Linked DNA regions of Mus musculus: regions 2 and 3 are each linked to region 1. Evidence: chromatin contacts called from public HiChIP or PLAC-seq data. All regions are on one chromosome and are shown on one strand. The core of a region is the stretch at or near the end of the contact, and the rest is flanking DNA. Distances in the headings are between cores, read along the strand shown.

Region 1 (4,540 bases), core at 659-3,158:
GTTCCCAGAGGGGTCTGTGAGCATCCGCTGTGCCCAGCAGCCCACCTGACTCAGCTGACATCCCCTCCCTTACCGGCTCCAGCCTGTATTATCCAGGTCGGCTAGGAGTCAGTCCTGCAGTTCTTGCCCAGGGCCTTTGGTTATAAGCAAGTAGTAAGGATTGGAAGAAGGGCTGAAAGAAGAGACTGGAGAAGGAGAAGCTGGTTTGAAAGGGCAAGGAACTCAGGAAGGCGGCCATGGAAGGGGCCTGTCTTAGTCAGGGTTTCTATTCCTGCACAAACATCATGACCAAGAAGTAAGTTGGGGAGGAAAGGGTTTATTCGGCTTACACTTCCATGTTGCTGTTCATCACCAAAGGAAGTCAGGACTGGAACTCAAGCAGGTCAGGAAGCAGGAGCTGATGCAGAGGCCATGGAGGGATGTTCCTTACTGGCTTGCCTCCCCTGGCTTGCTCAGCCTGCTTTCTTATAGAACCCAAGACTACCAGCCCAGAGATGGTCCCACCCACAAGGGGACCTCCCCCCTTGATCACTAATTGAGAAAATGCCTTACAGCTGGATCTCATGGAGGCATTTCCTCAACTGAAGCTCCTTCCTTTCTCTGTGATAACTCCAGCCTGTGTCAAGTTGACACAAAACTAGCCAGTACAGGGCCCAGGGAGGTTTGGAGTTTGACTGGACCTAGACGGCTGGAAAGATCCCCACCGGCAAAGATAAGGAGGCCTGGCCTGCAGGAGTCAACAAAGTAGGGCACACTAGACTGCCACATGCAGAAGGGTAAACTGAGGCTGTTGGGTGGAGGCTCACACACATAAGGACCTCCTAAGGGGATCCCAGGAGGCCAGCAAGATGACACTCCAGTCAAGCAAGGTGGCCTGAGTTCAACCCTCAGGATTTGCACGGCAGAAGGAGAACAGAATCCTTGGGCTGTCCTCTGATGTCACATGTGCCTATGTGTATTACCCACACATGCACTTGCACACACACACACACACACACACACACACACACACACACACACACACACACACACACACACACACACACAAATATAACAAAAAAGTTTAGAGTTTTCCCAAGGCCAGAACCCTCAGAACCAAGTTCCTGGGCCTTCAAATTGGATCGTCCTTTCACTTTGCAACCTGAAGACAACCTTTAAAAAGTGGAGCGTGTGCGTTGGGCATCTCGGCAGCTGAGGACCTGAATCCTGGGCACAGATGGAGGCTTACCCAGAGCAGGCCTGGGCCCCCACTCTTGCTCAGTGACTTTACCTCCCTTAAAACTGTGACCTCAGCACCCACCCTTGAGAACCAGTAAAAAAACCTGCACATGGGGGAGATAAAAACAGCCAAGCCTTGCTGAGCTTTAGCAACAACATGGGGCTTCATGCATGTTGACTACTCTACCTGATGAGCTAATGATGCGGTCACCCTCTGTCTCTCGCCACTTTTCAGGCAGGCACAGAGAAGTAAAGTTACTTGCCCAAGGTCACACAGCTGGTGAACGGCAGATTTGAGTCTGGGGTCCACAGTGCTGATGTGGGTTGGGGGTTGTGAGGAGTCACTCCTCCACAGGCCTCTTTTCCTATGAGGTTGGCTCATCATGAAGAGGAGGCAGGGTCTCTAAGGTCTCATTTTGTCTGGGTGCTAAGGTCTTGTATTTCCTGGCTGCTTCAGCAAAGCTAGTTTCTCTTCAACTTGTTGAGTAGAGGAGGAGGGCAGAGGCAGCCAAGGGCCCAGTCAGGTGGCTTGGCCGCCAGCCCAGGCCCAGCGTCCTCACTGTTTCATTGCTTGGCTGGTTAAAAGCTGACCCCTCAGTTAGGGCCAAGGCCATCCCCATACGCCTGTTAACTGTGGCTCCACCTGCTCCGGGAACCAAGGCAAAAGCTGCCCCAAGCTTCCAACCTAAGGATTTGCAAAAGAGAAAATAAACACCCTCACACACAGACCAACAGTGTGGCTTCTAGGCATCTGGTGACAGTTCTGCTCAGAGATTCCTTCCTCTTTGAATCCCTGTTGGACACTCCCTCCCACCAGGGGCTGCAGGTGACTGATCTGAAGCTCGGGCCCCTCCAGTCGGGACCCTCCCTCCTTTCAGGCAAGGATCCAAAGAGGCCAGCTGCAACCTTAGCCATCCCCTGCCCCATTGCCGACTCAGTGGACTCAAAGTCACCTCTGCTCCAGCAACCGCTGGCCAGATCCGGCTAGGGACTCCCTCCCACTCCACAGCAGGATCCAGGAACTGGTCCCTATTGGGCAATCATTAATCGGATTCTTGGCATTCCTCTGTCCCTGGCCAGCATGCTCCCCACTGGAGAAGGAGCAGAGGGCCAGGACTGGCATTTGGACATGCAGCTGCCCAGCAAGGTGGTGCTGTCCGCAGCTGCGCTGCTCCTGGTAACTGCGGCTTACAAACTCTACAAGTCCAGACCTGCCCCAGTCGGGCAGGCAGGGAGAAACAACAAGGACCACAAAGCAGAAAATGAAACAGAGGCCTTGGGACAACTTGCCTTCCAGGAGGCTCCACCGGGGACCCTGCCAAGGGGTCGAAGACGCAGGAAGGCCAGCAAGGGGGCTGGGACCTCACTGGACTACAGCTTGGTGGATCCAGAAGACCCCTGCATCCTGGACATTTCCAGGTCTGAAGAGGCCACAAGAAAAGGCTCTGATGAAAGTCAGGGCAGGCAGTGTCCAGACTCTCAGCAGGTGCCTCCTCCCTGTGGTGGCCAGGAAGCCGGAACAGATGTTAGAGGTAAGCCCAACCCTCCCCACCTCCCTCATTCAGGCTGTGAACCTACGAGCTCCTCAGGCAGACTTATCCCAGGAGTGGGTGGCAGCTGTGTGGGTGACAAGCTCTCTCCATGGCCAGACAGCAGACCCCCAGAGGAAACAGGATCTGGGGACCTGGAAGCCCCCAACGGTTGGACTGATCTTACACTGGTCAATGGTGACATGAACCAGAGTTGGATCTTCACCCACATGACAGGGGTCAGCAGGGGAGAGGCCGGGGTCCTCCAGGCTGCTGCAGACATGGGCTTGGCCACGCAGCAGCAGGAAGGAGCCACCAACGCCTCCCATACTTTCTCATCTGTGGCCCGGATCCGGATGGAGGAGAATATTATACAAAAGGCAGAGGGACCAGGGCTGAAGGGCAGAGTATATGACTATTTCGTGGAGTCCACGTCGAAGGCTGACTCCAGGCCAGTCCCCTGCCCAGCAGCTCTGGCTGATGCTCCATCCCCTGGGCCTGGACCAGAGCCCCTTGTCACTGGAGCAGCCTCCAGAGACGAAGCCGCTAACACAGCCGGTGGTGGTGCATCTGAAGCAGCATCCCCACAGCCTGTGGCATCCCCATCTGCACCGGGCTTCAGCAGAAAGGTGAGCCTCCTGCAGATCGCTGAGAACCCAGAGCTCCAACTGCAGCCTGAAGGCTTCAGGATGCCCCTTCCTGCCCACCTGGACCAGAGAGCCCAACTCAGCTCAGCCTGCAGCCACGGGGAGCCCCACGTGCAGCTTGTAGCTGGGACCAATTTCTTCCACATCCCGCTCACCCCGGCTTCAGCTCTGGATGTCCGCCTGGACCTGGGCAACTGCTATGAGATGCTGACCTTGGCCAAGAGGCAGGGCCTAGAGACCCTGAAGGAGGCAGCCTACAAGGTATTGAGTGATAACTACCTTCAGGTCCTCCGCAGCCCAGACATCTATGGGGGCCTGAGCGGAGCAGAGCGGGAGCTGATTCTCCAGCGCAGGTTCCGTGGCCACAAGCGCCTGGTGGTGGCAGACATGTGTCCCCAGGATGATAGTGGCCGCCTCTGTTGCTATGACAATGTGCAGGATGCTTGGCACCCTCTGGCCCAGCTGCCCCCGGAAGCCATGTCCCGGGGTTGTGCACTCTGTACCCTATTCAATTATCTGTTTGTGGTGTCTGGCTGCCAGGAACCTGGGGGCCAACCCTCCAACCGCGTCTTCTGCTACAACCCCCTGACGGCAATCTGGAGTGAGGTGTGCCCACTGAACCAGGCTCGGCCTCACTGCCGGCTGGTGGCCCTGGAGGGGCACCTCTATGCCATTGGAGGTGAGTGTTTGAATACAGTGGAGCGTTATGACCCTCGCCTGGACCGCTGGACCTTTGCCCCGCCTCTCCCAAACGATACATTTGCCCTGGCACACACAGCCACGGTGTGCGCCAATGAGATCTTTGTCACCGGGGGCAGCCTGCGCTACTTGCTGCTCCGATTCTCGACCCAGGAACAGCGTTGGTGGGCCGGCCCCACCGGGGGCAGCAAGGACCGCACGGCCGAGATGGTGGCTGTGAATGGCTTTCTCTACCGTTTTGACCTCAACCGCAGCCTGGGCATCAGCGTGTACCGCTGCAGTGCCAGCACCCGGCTCTGGTATGAGTGTGCCACATACCGCTTACCTTACCCTGATGCCTTCCAGTGCGCCGTTGTGGATGATCATATCTATTGTGTGGGACGCAGGCGCATGCTCTGCTTCCTGGCGGACCACATCTCACCCAGGTTTGTGTCTAAGGAATTAAAG
Region 2 (4,540 bases), core at 1,513-4,012, 110 kb before region 1:
CATGCTGGACCTGAGGACTCTCTGCTGAAACCGGGCAAGTCAGGGACACCCCTCCTGCCACCCCACACAGACCCAGGACTTAGATGGTCACACCGGTTAGATAAGCAGGCTGTACTAGGCAGTCTGGGAAGGGAAGAACAAAACTATTTACATTCCGTGTCTGTGGGGGAGGTGCCTTTGCTCAAGGGACAGGCACTGTGTGTGGAGGCCAGAGGTCAGTCTCAAGGACTGTTCCTTAATGTCACCTATATTGTGTTTTGAGAGGGGCCTTTATGGAGTGCGTCCATTAGCTTAGAATCCTCTTGTCTCTGCCTCCTTCATGCTGGGATTACAAGTACTCCTCACCATGGCAAGTGCTCCCGCATCATGGCAAGTGCTCCCCACCATGGCAAGTGCTCCCCACCATGCAAGCCATTTTCACATGGATTCTGGGTTCTGGATTCTGGAACTTGAACTTAGGTTCTTGCAAGGCAAAAAACACTGAGATGTCTTCTCAACTCCAGGGACAGCCTCTTCCTTCATCTGCCCCTCCCCCCATGTCACCTTTGTGAATCCACCCTTCTCCAGCGGGCTTTTGCAAAGGGCTTTCTGAAAGAGAAAATTGAGGTGCGTCACAAGAGGTGTGTGTAGGTGTAAGGCCGTCGCCATTTTTAATTCTAGACTGTTCTGTCCTGTCTTCTGGGAGTTCAACTTCCCTCTTTGTTACCAAGTGGCTCAGGGATGTGCCCACACAGTGCTTGAGGGTGACTCAAGTATCACCACTGCAGGTGACTTTCATCAAGTCAGATGACACATGCTGCCCTTGGCCTGGGTCCAGAGTCTGTGTTTCTTCTAGACTAGGCTTGACTCTAAGTCCATCTCTAGGGGGAATGAAAGTCAGGGAGGCATTGAAGCTAGCAGAAGTGGCTAGGAACAGAGAGGCTCCAGAGAGCAGGATAGAGGCTGTCGTGAATGTGTGTGTGTGTATGCGTGTGTGAGTGTGTGAATGTTTGTGTGTGTGATTAGCTTTCTGACAGCCCCCGTGGTTGAGGGGAACCCTGAAGGGCTGTGACATCTGTCCTTTAATTCTGTCCATTGGCACCTGCTATGGTCCAAGCATATGCAAGTTCTACCTTCCGGTTTGGGGGTTGGAGAAGCCCCCACCTGGAACCACCTAGCCTGTTTTATGGGCAAATTTCAACAGAAGGAAAGTCCCAGATCACAGGGAGAACCAAGAACAGGAGACCCCAGGTATGTGCACTGGCCAGCTGTAGCCTCAGCTCCCCACCCCCACCCCCTGCAGAGCCTGTGAGATGCCTTGGCCCACCTTTGGCTGGCAGGCTCCCAGGGGGATTTCTGTGCTTGCCTAAGGTTGATCAATGTATCCAGCACCAAGCGGGGTCTTCCACTGAGGAGCCCACCCCCAGCCAAGTTGTCAGTATCCTTTCCTGTTGTCCCCAGATACCTCCCGGGGGCCCAATTCTCCCACCAGTAACTAGTCTGTCTCCCAGGCTTGGGACATTGAAAGGGACTATGAGGGAGGTTGCCTCTAAGCGGAAGATAGAAGGCTAGGAAGACAGCTAGGGACAGGGAACAGCTGGGGCTGGCTGAGCAAGTGCACATCTGGACGACTGGCCCATATTAAATTATTCCCAGTCCCGGGCCAAACTCTTCCAATTGCACAGGCACAAACACGAGACGAGACACAGGGCAGGAACCGCACTTCACCTTTAGCTTTCCTACAAGGAGTAAGCAGCTCTTATTAGCAAATGTCCAACAGCACCCAAGGCTGCCAGAGACTTTACGGCCATTTTTATTAGCTCTGCCAAGGCAAAGCAAGCATCAGCACCAGTGGGCATGACTCTGAACTGAGAGGGAAACAGGTGTTTGAGGGAGACACGGGGGGCTGCAGAGGAGGCAGCAGAGCAGCCATTGGAGGCAGCCCGGTGGCTTCAAGAGCTGGACAAACTTCATAACCCCACACTTGGTCTCTTTCCAGCAGGGGTGAGGGACAGCTGAGCCCAGCAGGCTCTCAGCTCATAAGATTGCAGGGGGTGTGTTTAACCTACTTGCAAGAAAGAACTCTTCCCAGCCCCTCAGAGGCTTGGTTTCCATGCAAACAATGCTGTCCAAATGAAAAGGTACTTTCATCTCTTCATTAAAGTGCGGCCTCAGAGGACCCATTGCTACCTGAATCCGCACTCTTAGCCCGCAACGAGGTGCCTCGAGTGTATAAATGAAGACGTTTGAATTACAAAATGCCGTTTAAATAGAGTGCATTATACAAGTTTGGTCCTGAAGAGTCTCCTCATTTGATTGCTGGATTTTGGCACGAGACATGAGGCCACACGCCATTTTCTTCCCTCCATCTGTTCCCTCCTTCCTCCTTTTTGGGCCTGAGCCAGATCTGAGCTTGCAGCTACACTGGACTTGATCCTTACAAAGGAAGCCTGGAGTGGGCTGCAAGTGTGGGGAGGGATGGGTTGCATCCCCACGGTTAGGAGATCACCATGGCAGCAGGATGCAGGTGGAGCAGACTGGATGGGCTGGGGAAGGGGGGTGGAGGGAAGAGAGGAGAACAGAAAAGAGAGGTCCTGTTCGAAGGAGAGGCCCATGATGGAAGGAAGGAAGAAGTCTGTCTGTCCCTGAATGTATGTACCCTACCAATGCAAGGAATGGGGAAGAGGGGACCAGAGGAACCGGCTTGCATCTCAGTGACAAACCACTCCCTACCACTTTCCCAATCTGTTTTGTCTGGTTGGTACTGCTGTATCGGGGCCTGAAAAGTTTATACTCCACCACTAGGGTTCACCCACGGCCCAGGAGCCTTTCCACCCATGCTGCACCCCTGCTGCCTGCTGGATTTGGAGTTCTGGTGTAAAGCTCACTGCCAATGAGCACCTTAGCTAGGGAAGCAGGTTGGATGCCCAGGACAGGTGTGCAGAAGAGATGCTTTTAGGAGGCTCACGAGTGGCCTACGTAGAACGGCAGAGCTCAATCAGAGGAGCTGGCTCAGCAGGTAAAGGCATGATAGTACACATCTCCACGTACGCATGCGCTCGTCTGAGCTCAACCCCTGGGAAAAGAGAAATGACTCCACAATGTTGTCCCCTAGCCACCAATACATGCCACAAATCACACGCCTATATGTGTACATCCACTCACACCCAAAATAATACACTTTGAACATAATTAAATCTGAGAGGATTGGGAAACTGACTCACCAGGTAAAGGTGTTTGCTGCCGAGCTGGACAACCCGAATCTGACTCCCAGAACCTACTTACGGTGAAAGAAAACTGACCCCCACTGCTTGTCATCTGACCTCTACACGTGTGTCACGCCATGTCTATGCTTATGCACACCAATGCACATACAATAAATAAATAAATGTGATGACATTTTTAAACACAAAAAATAAAGGCCAAAAAGGCACTGAGGCGAGGGAAGGGGTACTTATCGGAGCCCTTTAGAGCAGTGGTTCTCAACCTGTGGGTCGCGACCCCTTCGGGGAGTTGAACAACCCATTTGCGGGGGTGGCATATCAGAATCAGATATTGTGAGCATCAAATATTTACATTACAATTCATAACAGTAGCAAAATTACAGTTATGAAGTAGCAACAAAAATAATTTTATGGGTGGAGGTTTCCACAATGTGAGGAACTGTGTTAAAGGGTGGCAGTGTTAGGAAGGTTGAGCACACCCAGCCATGTTGTCCCTCTGTGAGCACACAGGAGAAACGAAAGCAGATACCCATGGATGCATTGCGGCTGCCTGGCTAATGGTGAGAGCCTAAAGCAACACAAGCGACCATCAGTGGTCAGACAGATAAAGATGCCCACATGGCGGGATAACACTCACAGCCAGATCCACACAATGGCTCGTGGTCTGGTGGTATGGACAAAGGAATGGCAAGGTAGTGACAAAAAATGGGGCTCTGCGTTAAAGGCTCCAACCCCAAACTGGTGCTACACCAAGTTAAAAGATTTTAAAAAAAAAATATATATGTATGTGGGTGGAGGGAGACAGAGATAGAGTGTCACGGAGAGATAGAGCAAGTGTGTGTGTGTGTGTGTGTGTGTGTGTGTGTGTGTGTGTGTGTGTGTGTGTGTGCGCACGCGTGCCCTCCACAGCACATGTATGTAGGCCAAAGAGCATCTTTCAGAGGTAGTGGAATCTCTTCTTCTACCACACTGAATCAGTACTTTCCTTCTTGTGGTCCCTGCCCCTGTGCTAGCTGACCCACAGCTTCCCAGTGACTCTCCTGTCTCCACCTCTCCTCTCACCACAGGGATTAGATGCATTCTACTGTATCCAGCTAGCACTTCATGTGGGGTTTGGGAATCAAACTCAGAAAGCACTTTAATCTACTAAACCATCTCCCCAACCCAGTGGATGAGCTTTAAGAGGTGGGTCCCGGTGAGCAGTCTTTAAGTTATTTACGGTATATCCTTAAAGGGGAGAACAAGACCTGCCTCTTCCTCACTTATCGTTTCTGGGTTATTCTGCTTCTCCTTGCCACCCACATTCTGTCACAGGCCTGAGAGAGCAGGGCCAAACT
Region 3 (4,540 bases), core at 561-3,060, 76 kb before region 1:
GGACAGAGGGAGGGAAGGGACAGAGGAAGCTTTGTGTGTGTAGAGCATGGTAAGGACCTAATGGAGAAGGCTAGAGATGAAGACAGGCCAGCCCAGGGCACTCACAGGGCCTCCTGGGATCCCTGTCACAGCCTGTCTGGTGTCCTGTAAGGGACACAAACAGGAATGGGACTTTAGCTCCTGTGTGGGAGACCGCCTGAGGTCTGAAGCCAGGATGAAGAGGGCAGAGTCCCAGCCTCCAGCAAGCGCAGCCTGGTGAGGAGAAGCCGAGGCACACTGGGTCTGAGTGACAAGCTGCCTGAGGGGACCAGCTCCAGGCACCCAGAGAAAAGGCCTTGCCAGGTTTGGAAGAATATCTGGGAGACCACACGGGAGGCCAGCCTTGAGAGAGGAAACTGAGTCAGGTGGGGAAGGTAGCCACGCCCAGGGAGAGTAAGGCGGGGAGGCTGAGCTGGGCTGCTCCAGCTGCTGTAAGCTGAGAGGACTTCCTGGAAGAGGCGCTGTGTTGAGTGACATTGTGAAGCAAAAGAGAGACTCTGGAGAGGATGGGAAAGGAACAGAGAGACACAAGATCAAGAAATCAAATCAAGAAATGAAGGTGCACTCCTCGGGACATTTATATTCATGGACACTTATTTTAGAGGCTACTTTTCCGGTGCTGAAATACAGCATAATGGCTAGGGGCTGATTGAAAAGAGAGAGGCAGTCGATAGAGCGGGCATGCTGGGAGGAAGAATAGATTTTTTGCAAATAATATAATTTTGAACTTGTCCATTCCTTCTTTCCACCCCTCCCCCAAATCTAATTGATGCTCTTCCCATGATAAATGACCCTCAGGGCTGGAGCAGGCTCAGCACCTTCACAGAGAGGCAGCTGCAGGGCAGGCCTTAGGGTCCCGTCCCCCCCACAAGACAATGGTGTTCCTGTCTTCACAGGCACAGAGAAAGGGCTACGGGAGAAGAGAGTTAAACAATCCTTCTGTTTGGTCAGCATTTCAAATTCTCCTAAGAGGTTTCTGCTCCATTTCTCTTCTGCTTCTCCCAAAACACCTGGGAGCCGGAACGTTGGCAAATGTGTCAGATTCAACCCATTTCTCAGACCGAAAGACCGAGGACGGAGGGATGGCAGCTGATTGACCCAAAGCGCCAAGGCAAGGATATTGACACTTGGTCTAAGTATGAAGCTCTGCTCTGCCTTTGTTAAAGTGCGCACCAGGATAAGGGGATGAGCTCGTGGGGAGGATTAAACCCTGGTGGGGTGGGAGCACAGCTGGACAGACTTAGGGACATCTCTTTACTGTGACCCCAAATTGCAAAGACAGCTAGATCACTGACAGAGCTGTGAGGACCGTTGCGCTCTCTCAGAAGTGAGTTACAGAGCCCGAGACAAACTTCTGCTTGCATGATACAGACGGGCCATATTTCAGGATTAATTTCATAAAACGGATCACCGACCATCACCATACTCCATCAATATGAATTGCGGAGCTGAAAATAACGTCACCTCTTAACTCTCTCGATGGCTGTGGGACGGGGTGACAGGCTAGCTAGGCCGAGGGTGGTGTCTGTTTAGCAGCTGCTGTGCCGTGCTTGACAGCTGCACACAGAATTAGCCAAAGAAACGTCCTGAAGCAGATCCCTCCTCTTAAGACAAAGCGAGAGAAATAAGCTGGAGGAGAGCCTGCAGGCTGGGCGGTTGTGGGTGGGGATGGGGAGTTTCAGAGCAATGTCCCTAGGTGCAAAGGGGTTGGTCTGAAGGACGCCCGCAAGGGCTGCTGGGAGCTCTGGGCACCGCTCTCCAGTGGAGATAGCAGAGGAGTGGGAAGAAACTGGGTCAGACAAGCCATGGCCCGGATGCGGCTGAACACAGCCAGGTGGCCCCACGCTGCTCACTCCGGAGCCTGCCATTGAACTGGGATTTTCTTATCAAGGATGTCCCAAGGCCTGTGCCCTGAGCTGGCTGTCTTTGGATAAACAGAGACCGGCTCTCAGGCCAAGGACACATAAAAGGCTGCTCGGTTTTGACCCTGATGGAGACTTATCGGGAAGGAAATCCAAGTGGGGGTGGGGGTGGGGTAGAAATAAGGCCGGAGTTGGGAGAAAGACGGAGATGGGGATAGTGGTCAAGGTGGAGACTGAGCTAAGGCTGTAGATGGGAATTGAGCATGGCCACACACACCTTTAATATTAGAATTTAGTAGGCGGGGGCGGGGCTGGAGAGAGGCGGTAAGGGAGCAGGGGGATTTCTGTGAGTTCAAGGTCAGCCTTGTCTACATAGTTAATTCCAGGCCAGCCCGAGCTACATAGTGAGGCCTTGTCTCAAGAATAAACAAACAAACAAACAAATAAATAAATAAAGGTGGGAAAGATGGGGACTTAAGAATGTAGCATAGTTGGTAGAGTGCTTGCCTAGCATGTCTCGAGTCCTGAGTTTGATCCCCAGCATCCTATAAATCTAGCACTGTCTCACTTGTAATGCCAGCCCTAGAGAGGTAGCGGCATGGGATGAGAAGTTCAAGGTCATTACATACCATGTCCAAGGACCGCCTCGGCTTCATGAGACTGTCTCATAAAAGAGATGGGATGGGTGTGTGGGGGGAGATAGAGGAAGGAAGGGGGGCAAACACGGAGATGGAAGAAGGATGTAGATGGGGCGGGGCCTGGAGGTGGATGGAAATTCAGATGGAGGCAGGGAAGAGGCTGAGCATGATAGAGGCGAGGATAAGGACAGAGATGGGTGGTGGAAGGGCAGAGGGGAGTTAGGAGGGAGATACACTGAGACCAAGGGCGGAAGGACACAGGAGATGAGCCTAGGAAGCAGAGGCCTGTCTAGGACTGAGGGCCGGGTGGACATGGTGATGGATGCATGCGCATTGGGACCCAGCAGTAAGCAGCCAGCGTTCCCAGGTAAAAACAGCTTTCTGACTGTTGTTTGCATTCAGCCTTCCAAGGGGTGACGGAGGGTGTAATGTAGAGTGCCAATGTAGAGTGCCATTCTCCCAGGACACGGTGCCCGGGAGCTGCTGGCGGGCAGAGTGTGTGAAGCACTGGCTGGCCACGCGGATGCTGGCAGGTCCCATTTTTCATTGTCCGCACAACCGTTGCGGTCTTACAAACTTGAGTTATCTGGTCACTCCTGCTCAGAAATGAGGGAGTGGGAGAAGCGCGGCTTCCCGCCACGGCTCTGCATGGTTGGGTACAGGGCTCTAGAACAGGTTGTGTCTGTGTGTGCATCTTTCTACGTGTGTGTGTGTGTGTGTGTGTGTGTCTGTCTGTCTTTCATGTCTTTCTGTGTATTTGCCTTTCTGTGTGCATTTATGTGTGGGTGTGTGAATGAATATGTGGGTCTCTCTGTGTGTTCATGAGTGTGTTTATCTCTGTGTGTATATGAGTGTTTGTGCATGCACAGGTATATGTGTATGCATGTGCACGTGTGATGGGTGGCTGGGGGAGGGAGGAAAGGGCACTCTGCTGTCTGAAAGACTTTCCAGGATCTATAGCGCCGGGTACCTGCTGAGGCTCTACTAATGACTTGCTGTAAGCAGATCTCTTCATCTCTGACCTCAATGTGTTCATCTGTAAAATAGGAAGCCTAGCCCAGAGCTACCAAACAGACACACTGTGGAGTCTATTAGTCCATAAGTCTTCCAGTGAGCACATGAAAAAGGTAAAATAAATGATAAAAAAGCAAACTGAATTTAACTACATATTTATACTTAATATATCTAAAGTGTTATAGCGTAAACACAAAATCAATATAAAATTATCAGCAGTAATATCTAACCATCTTTTATTTAAATTTTTACTTTATGTGTATAAGTGTTTTGCCTACATCCATGTCTTAGTACAATGTTTGTGCCTGGTGTCTTTGGAGACCACATAGGGGCATCATATTCCCTGGGACTGGATTTAAGATGTTTGTGAGTCACCATGTAGGGGATGGAAATTGAACCCAAACCCTCTGGAGGAGTAGCCAGTGCTCTTAACCATTAAGCCATTCTCTCCAGCCCTTTTGCAAAGTTCTTTTTAAAATTAGGCTTTTGAAATTTGGTGTGCTCAGGTTTGGAGGGATGGCTCAGTGGTTAAGAGCACTGTCTGCTCTTCCAGAGGTCCTGAGTTCAATTCCCAGCAACCACATGGTGGCTCACAACCATCTGTAGTGGGATCTGATGCCCTCTTATAGCATGCAAGTGTAATGCAGATAGAGGACTCATATACAGAAAATAAATAAATAGATCTTTAGAAAGGAAGAAAGAAAGAAAGAAAGGAAGGAAGGAAGGAAGGAAGGAAGGAAGGAAGGAAGGAAGGAAGGAAGGAAGGAAGAAAGAAAGAAAGAAAGAAAGAAGGAAAGAAAGAAAGAAAGAAAGAAAGAAAGAAAGAAAGAAAGAAAGAAAGAAAGAAAGAAAGAAAGGCAGGCAATTGGTGTGCTTTTTAATACCACAAGTGAGCTTGAACATGCATCATTTGGGGTGCTCACATGCTACAGGGTACCAGGTACCTATGAGGGTCATGAGTGCAAATGTTGAGTGCTTCCTGGTCTC

The links. HiChIP or PLAC-seq counts read pairs in DNA pulled down with a chosen protein or histone mark.
Region 2: an H3K27ac HiChIP or PLAC-seq map of neural progenitor cells shows a contact between it and region 1, with 4 times the contacts expected there. The contact joins the enhancer-like site here to the promoter of Klhdc7a in region 1. A contact is called at or near these places in 3 of 39 promoter capture datasets (the HPC-7 cell line, embryonic stem cells and hippocampal neurons), 2 of 484 Hi-C or Micro-C datasets (astrocytes and uterus), 3 of 115 datasets of contacts at active chromatin or transcription factors (astrocytes, embryonic stem cells and neural progenitor cells) and 1 of 9 other capture datasets (pancreatic islet).
Region 3: a contact with region 1 is called in an H3K4me3 HiChIP or PLAC-seq map of embryonic stem cells, with 5 times the contacts expected there. The contact joins the enhancer-like site here to the promoter of Klhdc7a in region 1. A contact is called at or near these places in 4 of 39 promoter capture datasets (frontonasal cranial neural crest, liver and second pharyngeal arch cranial neural crest), 1 of 15 datasets of contacts at CTCF or cohesin (embryonic stem cells), 2 of 484 Hi-C or Micro-C datasets (the N1E-115 cell line and nephron progenitors), 3 of 115 datasets of contacts at active chromatin or transcription factors (embryonic stem cells, epiblast stem cells and neural progenitor cells) and 1 of 9 other capture datasets (adipose tissue).

What each region holds. Positions count from the first base shown.
Region 1 is chr4:139,965,394-139,969,933 of GRCm38.p6, reverse strand. It overlaps Klhdc7a (kelch domain containing 7A), which reads left to right and starts at 1,908. Exons shown (of 1, transcript NM_173427.2): 1 at 1,908-4,540. The coding sequence starts at 2,300. Mir2139 (microRNA 2139) reads left to right here and starts at 2,314; the gene lies at 2,314-2,408.
Region 2 is chr4:140,074,878-140,079,417 of GRCm38.p6, reverse strand. The region is part of intron 3 of Igsf21 (immunoglobulin superfamily, member 21); the gene reads left to right. Among named protein-coding and RNA genes, the nearest start is that of Gm52685, 7.0 kb to the right of the region's middle. Within about 2 kb of position 2,762, at least 19 of the 459 cell types and tissues checked have an H3K27ac peak or open chromatin away from gene starts, as enhancers often do. A contact at or near this core is called in neural progenitor cells, where this site is marked.
Region 3 is chr4:140,041,356-140,045,895 of GRCm38.p6, reverse strand. The region is part of intron 4 of Igsf21 (immunoglobulin superfamily, member 21); the gene reads left to right. Among named protein-coding and RNA genes, the nearest start is that of Gm52685, 27 kb to the left of the region's middle. Within about 2 kb of position 1,810, at least 17 of the 459 cell types and tissues checked have an H3K27ac peak or open chromatin away from gene starts, as enhancers often do. A contact at or near this core is called in embryonic stem cells, where this site is marked.